2 separate regions of the Mus musculus genome follow, and region 1 is linked to region 2. The links are chromatin contacts, called in public promoter capture Hi-C maps. All regions are on one chromosome and are shown on one strand. Each heading gives the region's core, a stretch centred on a gene start, on an enhancer-like site or on the middle of the called end of the contact. The rest is flanking DNA. Distances are from core to core; before and after follow the strand shown. Region 1 overlaps Dennd5a (DENN/MADD domain containing 5A). Region 2 overlaps Scube2 (signal peptide, CUB domain, EGF-like 2).

The links. Capture Hi-C pulls out chosen DNA fragments and counts their contacts.
Region 1: a contact with region 2 is called in a promoter capture Hi-C map of pancreatic islet. The contact joins two enhancer-like sites. A contact is called at or near these places in 3 of 39 promoter capture datasets (the C10 cell line, HPC-7-derived erythroid cells and hematopoietic stem and progenitor cells), 2 of 115 datasets of contacts at active chromatin or transcription factors (both in embryonic stem cells) and 3 of 9 other capture datasets (adipose tissue, liver and pancreatic islet).

What each region holds. Positions count from the first base shown.
Region 1 is chr7:109,923,111-109,926,718 of GRCm38.p6, reverse strand. The region is part of intron 5 of Dennd5a (DENN/MADD domain containing 5A); the gene reads left to right. Among named protein-coding and RNA genes, the nearest start is that of Dennd5a, 36 kb to the left of the region's middle. Within about 2 kb of position 2,133, at least 27 of the 459 cell types and tissues checked have an H3K27ac peak or open chromatin away from gene starts, as enhancers often do. A contact at or near this core is called in pancreatic islet, where this site is marked.
Region 2 is chr7:109,797,463-109,801,209 of GRCm38.p6, reverse strand. It overlaps Scube2 (signal peptide, CUB domain, EGF-like 2), which reads left to right. Exons shown (of 22, transcript NM_020052.2): 21 at 557-636; 22 at 1,805-2,520. The coding sequence ends at 1,957. Among named protein-coding and RNA genes, the nearest start is that of Nrip3, 18 kb to the right of the region's middle. Within about 2 kb of position 2,364, at least 5 of the 459 cell types and tissues checked have an H3K27ac peak or open chromatin away from gene starts, as enhancers often do. A contact at or near this core is called in pancreatic islet, where this site is marked.

The DNA.
Region 1 (3,608 bases), core at 884-3,383, 130 kb before region 2:
TGGGGGGAGGGGAGGCTTGGAGACAGGGACAGGGAACATGAATAACTTCAGGAAAAAATACAGTGAACCGTTAGTCCCAAATTTATATTACTCCATCATCATGTGATGTACCCAGTATGTTTTTATTTTTTATTATTGCTTTTTTTCCCCCATACACATTATTTTTTCAAACATGTTTCTCAGTTTTATTGCCATCTATGGCTAATATATACTTGTATTCCTGGGACAAATTCTGTCCCCCTTAGGACTCTTCATCTTCATTCTCCATGCACTTTAGGCACGTGGGTATATAAAGAAGTTGCTCGGAAACCAGCAGTGTTCTTAATGTTGGAGGAATTGTTTGTGTAAGAGACCCCAGTGTTCTGTGTGTTCTGGTGTGTGGACGCTCTGCTATGTGGCTTTCTCCATCGTTGGAACAGCCTTTGCACTTGAGTTTCTGGCCTCCCGCTGTGGTCTGCTTGGGGAGAAGTAGACAGTGGGAGGCAGGGCACTGACATGCCCTCCCAAAGCAGCTGTCTATGGCCTTAGAGTCCCATTCACCCAGGCCACACAGTTTTGCGGGCAGTTCCTTAGCTGAATATTTTCTACCCTGATTTATAGCAGACAACCTCTGTGGGGGTAAAGAGCTGCGGGTCAGTATTTTAAAAAGTAAAACATTACACAAGATGAGGTAAGAGTAATGGTATCCTTGAAACACACTTTTCTGTTATTCTCAAAAGAACACATGTCCATAGTACATAAAACGAGCAGTAAAGGAAGCATGAGCTCACATTTTATCCCTCAGGTAATTTAGCATTTTAGTTGACATCTTTGGACTATAAGGGGTCTTTAAACTCCGCTGTTGGAGGGGAGTGTGACAGCAGGATGGAGGACCTTACTGTGGTTCTGTGCCAGGTAGCAGCAGGATACTGAGGTGGTAAGCCTGGAGTAGAAAGACACTTTCTGTAGAAGAGTGTTCATTTCTTAGACCCTCAAATTAGAATTCATCAGCTGCAGCCGTATCTTTGGCCATCAGAAGTCTGTAAAAAAGCCCTTTGTTCTTTTTAACACCAACACATGATCTCAGTGGCCTTGAGCAAATGAGAGCCTGAGCTGGTCTGGTGAGGCATCTTTTGTTTTGGCTTCTCTTTGGGGTTTCATTGTCTGAAGATGCAGCCATGTCAGAAAGTAAGCTTGAGAGCATTAGAGTGAGGGAAGGATGTTGTGATCATAAAAAGAGAAAGAACTATAAGAATATGTTCTGGTGGGGTGTGGGGGAGGGGATGCCCATGCTGAGGCATCCCTTCCCCCTGAGGGACCAGACACACCCCAGTAAAGTATAGAATAGAGTTTATTTAGGGCATGGAGAGGGGAGTTAAGAGAGTAGTAGAGGCAGAGAAAGGCAGAGAGAAGGAGAGAGTAGATAAGTGAAAGTCGGCTATGGAGAGAGGGAGGCAGGGAATGAGAAGGGGGACGAGGGGGCAAGAGGCAAGAGAGGCAAGAGTGTAAGAGTGAGAGGAGAGGCCAAGTGGCCCCTTTTATACTGGGCCAAGCCTACCTGGCTGTTGCCAGGTAACTGTGGGGCAGAGCATACCTGGCTGCTGCCAGGAACTGTGGGGGTGGAGTTTAGACAGAATACCAGCAAGGGGCTGTCCCTGTCTTCTCTGGGGACACTCTCAGTAGCTTTCCAGTAGGATCCTATGTGCTGAAGTGCCTCAGTGATGAACTCACAGAGGTACTGAGGGAGAACTGATTTGGCTTGGCATCTGAGGTTGGCAAAGGGCACTGTGGCCCTTTGAAGGAAGAGTTCAGGAGAGTTTTGGGATCTGGAGGATTCATGAGGAATACCTTAGACAGTGGCTGTCTTACCATGCTCCCTTTCATCATGGCAGAGGTGAGCAGAGAACTGATTGTTTGGCTTCAGTGTCTGCCACGTTTTGCATCTTCGCAAAAAAAAGTCACACAGGTGCCGCTGGCGATGCTTGCAGATTTGATCATAGGTTTATAAATTGCTTCAGCTGCCAGCCTGTGCTGAGAGGAAACAGCATGAGACTGTTTTATGAGCCTAGAAGTTAAATGGCCTCTTTTTTCATTTTGCCCTCTTACCCCTCCCTTTTTGGCCCTGTTGTGCAGAATGACGAGTGAAGAGGTCTACTTAGCGGTTCCTGTGTATCTTAGCCACCTCTGAAGTGTGTGCCTGAGCTGTGCTCCTCAGCCACCTCTCATCAGGGCATCCACAGAATTTGGGCTTGATAAAGTTCTTTATAGATGGGGCTGGAGAGATAGCTCAGTGGTGAAGAGCATTGGCTATTCTTCCATTCCTAGAACCCACATGGTGGTGCTAGTTCAGGGGATCTGATGCCCTCTTCTGACTTCCCCAGGTACCAAACACACTTATGATGCCCAGACATGCGTCCAGCCGTATGGGAAGAGGGGCAATGAAGAAAGCATCAAACGCGCCATCCATGATTAGAGGGAGGTTTTTATTGTGAATAAAAGAGAAAATAACCACAGCCTTGTGGAAGAGTCCAAACTAGAGAGAAAAAGAAGCAGACTAGACATGAAGGGCTAGGGAAGTAGGGCTAAGAGGGTGGTAGCAGAAAATATTGTGTTATAAGGAGGATGAGTAGCTGCAGGAGGGCTGAGGGTTTGGGGTGGTGGTGAGAAGGGTGGTGAGGGGCTTTGAAATGTGTGAAAGAGGTCTGAGTGAGGAGCCTGGAGGCTAGTGTGGACTTGGATATGCTGATAACTGCAGGCATAAGTCAATGGAGCCTCTTGTCCCATTTGCCAAAAGCAAGGGAAATGACTCCTTTGGCTGATTTGGAGCCTGTTTTACAAGTTCCTGAGGAATGCTGACTTTTATCTAACCACCGGAAATCCTCCTGTAGGAGCTGGAATTGGACTAAGGCTGGATATGTGTACTGCCTAAGACCTGACACAGGCAAAGCATCCGTACAGATTAAATAAATAAATAAGAATTCTTTATGGACACTCTCTATTTGACTCACAGCAGTGGGAGAGAAGCTACCAAGCATTATTGGGTGGATCTAGATATTTTAGTTGCTTTCCTGATTCTGGTTGGAAAAACTGCCCCCAACCCTCTTTTTAAAAGATGAGCCAAGGGGTAAGAGATGAAAATGTGTGCCTTTCATTTTGTCAGCTTTGTAAAGGACCCTTGACTAGATGAGTTGATTTTGTTTTGATTTTCTTTTTTGATGGCTTGGCCTAAGAGCATTAATAATGTTAAAAAAAGTAGTCTATTTTTAGGTTATAAATATTTGTTGGCCTTTAATTAGGCAGAGTCAACATTATCTAGTTGGAGGAACTCAGAAGTAAGGTTTAAAGTGGTTCTTCTTAGTTTTTGGATGTTTGAGATGGAAAGCTTTCTTTTATCGTCACAGGTTGGAAGGGTGATTGATGCACTCAGCATAAACGATGCAGGGTCCGTTCAAAATGCAGCTGTAGGAGATGAGTTTTATGGATTGACTGTGTTAGCGAGCTTATGTTATCCTCTGCCTGCTTCTTTTAGAACGTAAAGGCTATTGAGACAAGGTTAAACTTGTGTGTCACTGGGACATCATTTGGCATATTGGAACAATGTCTTGCTGAAGGAAGGACCCTTATCTGAT
Region 2 (3,747 bases), core at 1,115-3,614:
AGGACACACAACATGAAGGCCATTGCTGATCTCAACTGGCAGTTTTGGAGGAGTGCTTAGGACAAAACGGACAGCAGATGGTTTAGAAGAAAAGTCTAGCTGGAGGCAGTGAGTGTTGGACCTTCTCTGGAAGACATTTGCTACAAAAGGCAAGAGAGACATGAGATGGAAACTGGAGAGAAAGATGAAGTTAAACAAGGCATCCTTAAGAGCTGCTTGTCTTCATGCTGGTGGGAATCAATAGAAAGATTTCTGTGTAGGAAAAAGTACAGAATTACTGGCATAAGTGTCCTTGATTTGGGGAAGGAAGATGCATCTGGTGTGGGAGGCAGAGGACAGGTCTTGACTAGAAGCACAGAAGGCTCCTCTGAGAGGGCGGGGCAGGCGGGGCAGATGCCAGCTGAGTGGAGGTGCTGACTGTCTTCTCTGTCTCAGAATGGAAAGCTCTCTGAGAGCAGCCACCAAAGGGTGACTTCTCAGAGCTTATAAAAGACAGAAGCTCGAGCGTGGAAATATTTAAACAGTGAGAAGCAAAATATGTCCTTTATTTTAACAGAGGACTACCAGGAGCTCATTGAAGACATAGTTCGAGATGGCAGGCTCTATGCCTCTGAGAACCATCAGGAAATACTGAAGGTGAGTTCCTGCCTCAGCACACAGGAAGTTAGCATGAGCTCCCACATACGGCTTCCAGACATTGACTTTATGGGGAGCAAGGTCAGCTCCATCATTCCCCACGATTTAATTTTGTTAAATATCAAATTTCTGTCTTTAGTGTTTTATATATATAAACTTTAGTTATATATATAATTTTGAACTTTTCTACCATCTCTCCTAACTCCTGCCATACCCTGCACAAAGTATTCCCTTTCCATCTTCATGACCTCTCTCTTTTTCTAAATAACCCACTGAGTTTAATAAGTTCGATCGTAGTATATATGATTAGTGTATGCACATAGTTGTAGGGTTAGTCACAGGAGCATGGCCATGTCCCTGAAGAAAACTAACCCTCTCTCCTCCAGCAGCCATCAGCTGCTCATAGCTTCTCAGTTAAGGGTAGTGCACTGTGAGCTCTTTACCCATCCATCCTGGAACTCTGCCTTGATCTTGTGCTGGTCTTATGCAGGCAAACACAGCTGCTGGAGTTCATGAGTGCATGTGTGGAGGGTGAGTGCTTAGAGATCCAAGCCAGGAGGCTGGAGCGATGGTTCAGCAGTTAGGAGGATCCAGGTTCAAAGCCCCAGCACCCACATGGCAGTTCACAACTGTCTGTAATTCCAGTTCCAGGGGATGTGACCCCTTCACACAGATACACATGGAGGCAGCACAACACCAATGTAAATTTAAAAAGAAAAAAGAAAAAAAAAAAAAGAAATCCAAGCCAGGGGCATATAGTGTTTTTATGTTCAACTTTAATAATGAAAAGACCTTTGGCTCCTAGTTCGTGCTTCAGGCTCAAAGCTCACCCACCACATTTTAGATACTTGTAAGTGACCAATAGTAAATACTTACCATACCACTTAACCCTAAACTATTTTCCAAATCTCTATGTTGTATCTCATCTGGGTAAGAAAAAGCAGTTTCCATATATCAAATCTTCTTTCATAATGTAATTCATAGTTATTATTAGCAATTAAGAAAAATTAAAACTGGAAAGACGATAACAATCAGAGGAAACCGTTTTTTACCAAGCGACTTCTAGCTAGTGAACCTCCCATCGATTGCGAGTCATTATGATTCCACTGGCAAAATGTCAAAAGATTTGAGTGTCTTGGCCCCATAACAAAAATTCTGTTCTCTTCAGGATAAGAAACTGATCAAGGCTCTGTTTGATGTCCTGGCACATCCCCAGAACTATTTCAAGTACACAGCCCAGGAGTCCCGAGAGATGTTTCCAAGATCTTTCATCCGATTGCTACGTTCCAAAGTGTCAAGGTTTCTGAGGCCTTACAAATGACTCTTCCCACACGCCACTGTGGACAGGGTCCTACTGTGGGCTCAGTGGGCTGCAGCCGGTTTCCCTCCACATGCCGCCTGCCATCGGATTATTACCACCAGTACCAGTGACTCGTCAGAGTTCAGTTTTTATAGACAATACAGATATCTTGATAAACTGAACTTGGGTTTTCTTTCCCAACATTTCAGATGTGGACTGCGTACGCTTTGAGTAGCACTGTGTGGGCACATGTCCTGGATGTTGTGAGGGCTGACTGAACTGGCCTCCTTTCGGGTTCTCACTCCTCCGACTGTCTGTATTGGAAAGGAGGCCACAGAAAGGCTACTCTGGCTTCATCACCATATCCTCCAGGCCAGTCCTCTCCCAGGAAACATCTGTACTCATCAGAGGTGACCAGGCAACAGGCAAGCAGGAGGGAAGGACAAGCCACTCAGGCCTTCTGAGTCACGGGAAGACTCAGGTCCTCCCAGCCTTCCACAGCCTCTGCAATGCCAGTTTAATCCTAACTGTGTGAGTTCTAAACAGTGATGATTAAAAAAAAAAAAAAAAAAAAAGACTAGAAAGAATTAGAAACAAAAAGGCAAGTATAGCCCTCTGGAGGCATGAATAGCGTACACACACACACACACACACACACACACACACACACACGCACACACACCAAATGCTGAGGGCTGCTTGCCACACATCGTCTCTGCCCTCAGTCACTGGAGCGCTGTTCTAGGGCTTGGTGAGTTCTTGAATGTGATCTTGATGGATGACAGCTATCCACCATCATGCAAGAGAAACTCCACCAGTTCAGGCAGGGTCAGCACGGGGAGGGCTCCCCACAAGTGCTGGTAGTGACTGGCACAAGTACCTTCCTTTTCCATTTTCTCAGAGTGAAACTGAGTCTAAGATGAAGTGGCATCGTGAGGGGCATGGTGTAGGGGCATTGCTGTCATTCTGACTGTGCGGTCACACACCGGCTCACAAGCCACATAGGGGAATCACTTTGGTCTGTACAGTGGATCCACACCTTGACCCCCTCCCCCATGGACTCTACTTTTCAACATTATTGAGCTTTTACATTTAACCCCCCCCAGGCAAAAAAATCTCATTACAGTGGATGAAGAAGATATTCTAGTAGGCCAGAGGTGTAGCTCAGTGGTAGAGCACTGGCTAAGGATGTGCAGGGCTCTGGCCCTCAATGCCACTCCCCCAAAGAATCCTGTCAATCAAGCTGCCCTCTCTGTAAAGGATTCACTGGCTGCACATAGCCATGGGGTTTTGTTCTTTCTGTGGCAATTATAGCACAGAATTCTGTGTACCAAAGTACTAAAACAAAGTTTAACAAGCGTTTTTAAGAGAAAAAAGAATATTTCCTTATTATTAGACTTGCTTTTCCACCTCAATTTATTTTTTTTTAATTTTAATTTTTTTTTTCGAGACAAGATTTCTCTGTGCTGTCCTGGAACTCAATTTCATTTTTAATCTATTATGACATTGACTTTTATATCTATTTTTTAAATAGATAGAGTCTAACTATGTATCTCTGGCTAGCCTCAGTTTGACCTACCTTTGCCTCCCAAGTACTGGGATTAAAGGTGTGTGCCACCAACCATGTCTAAAGATGCTGACATTTTTAAAAGCCCTAATGAACATTTCATTTTTATGTGGATGAAATTTCTCTTTAAGAATGTGAATGTCGGGCTGGTGAGATGGCTCAGTGGGTAAGAGCACCCGACTGCTCTTCTGAAGGTCAGGAGTTCAAATCCCAGCAACCACATGGTGGCTCACAACCACCCGTA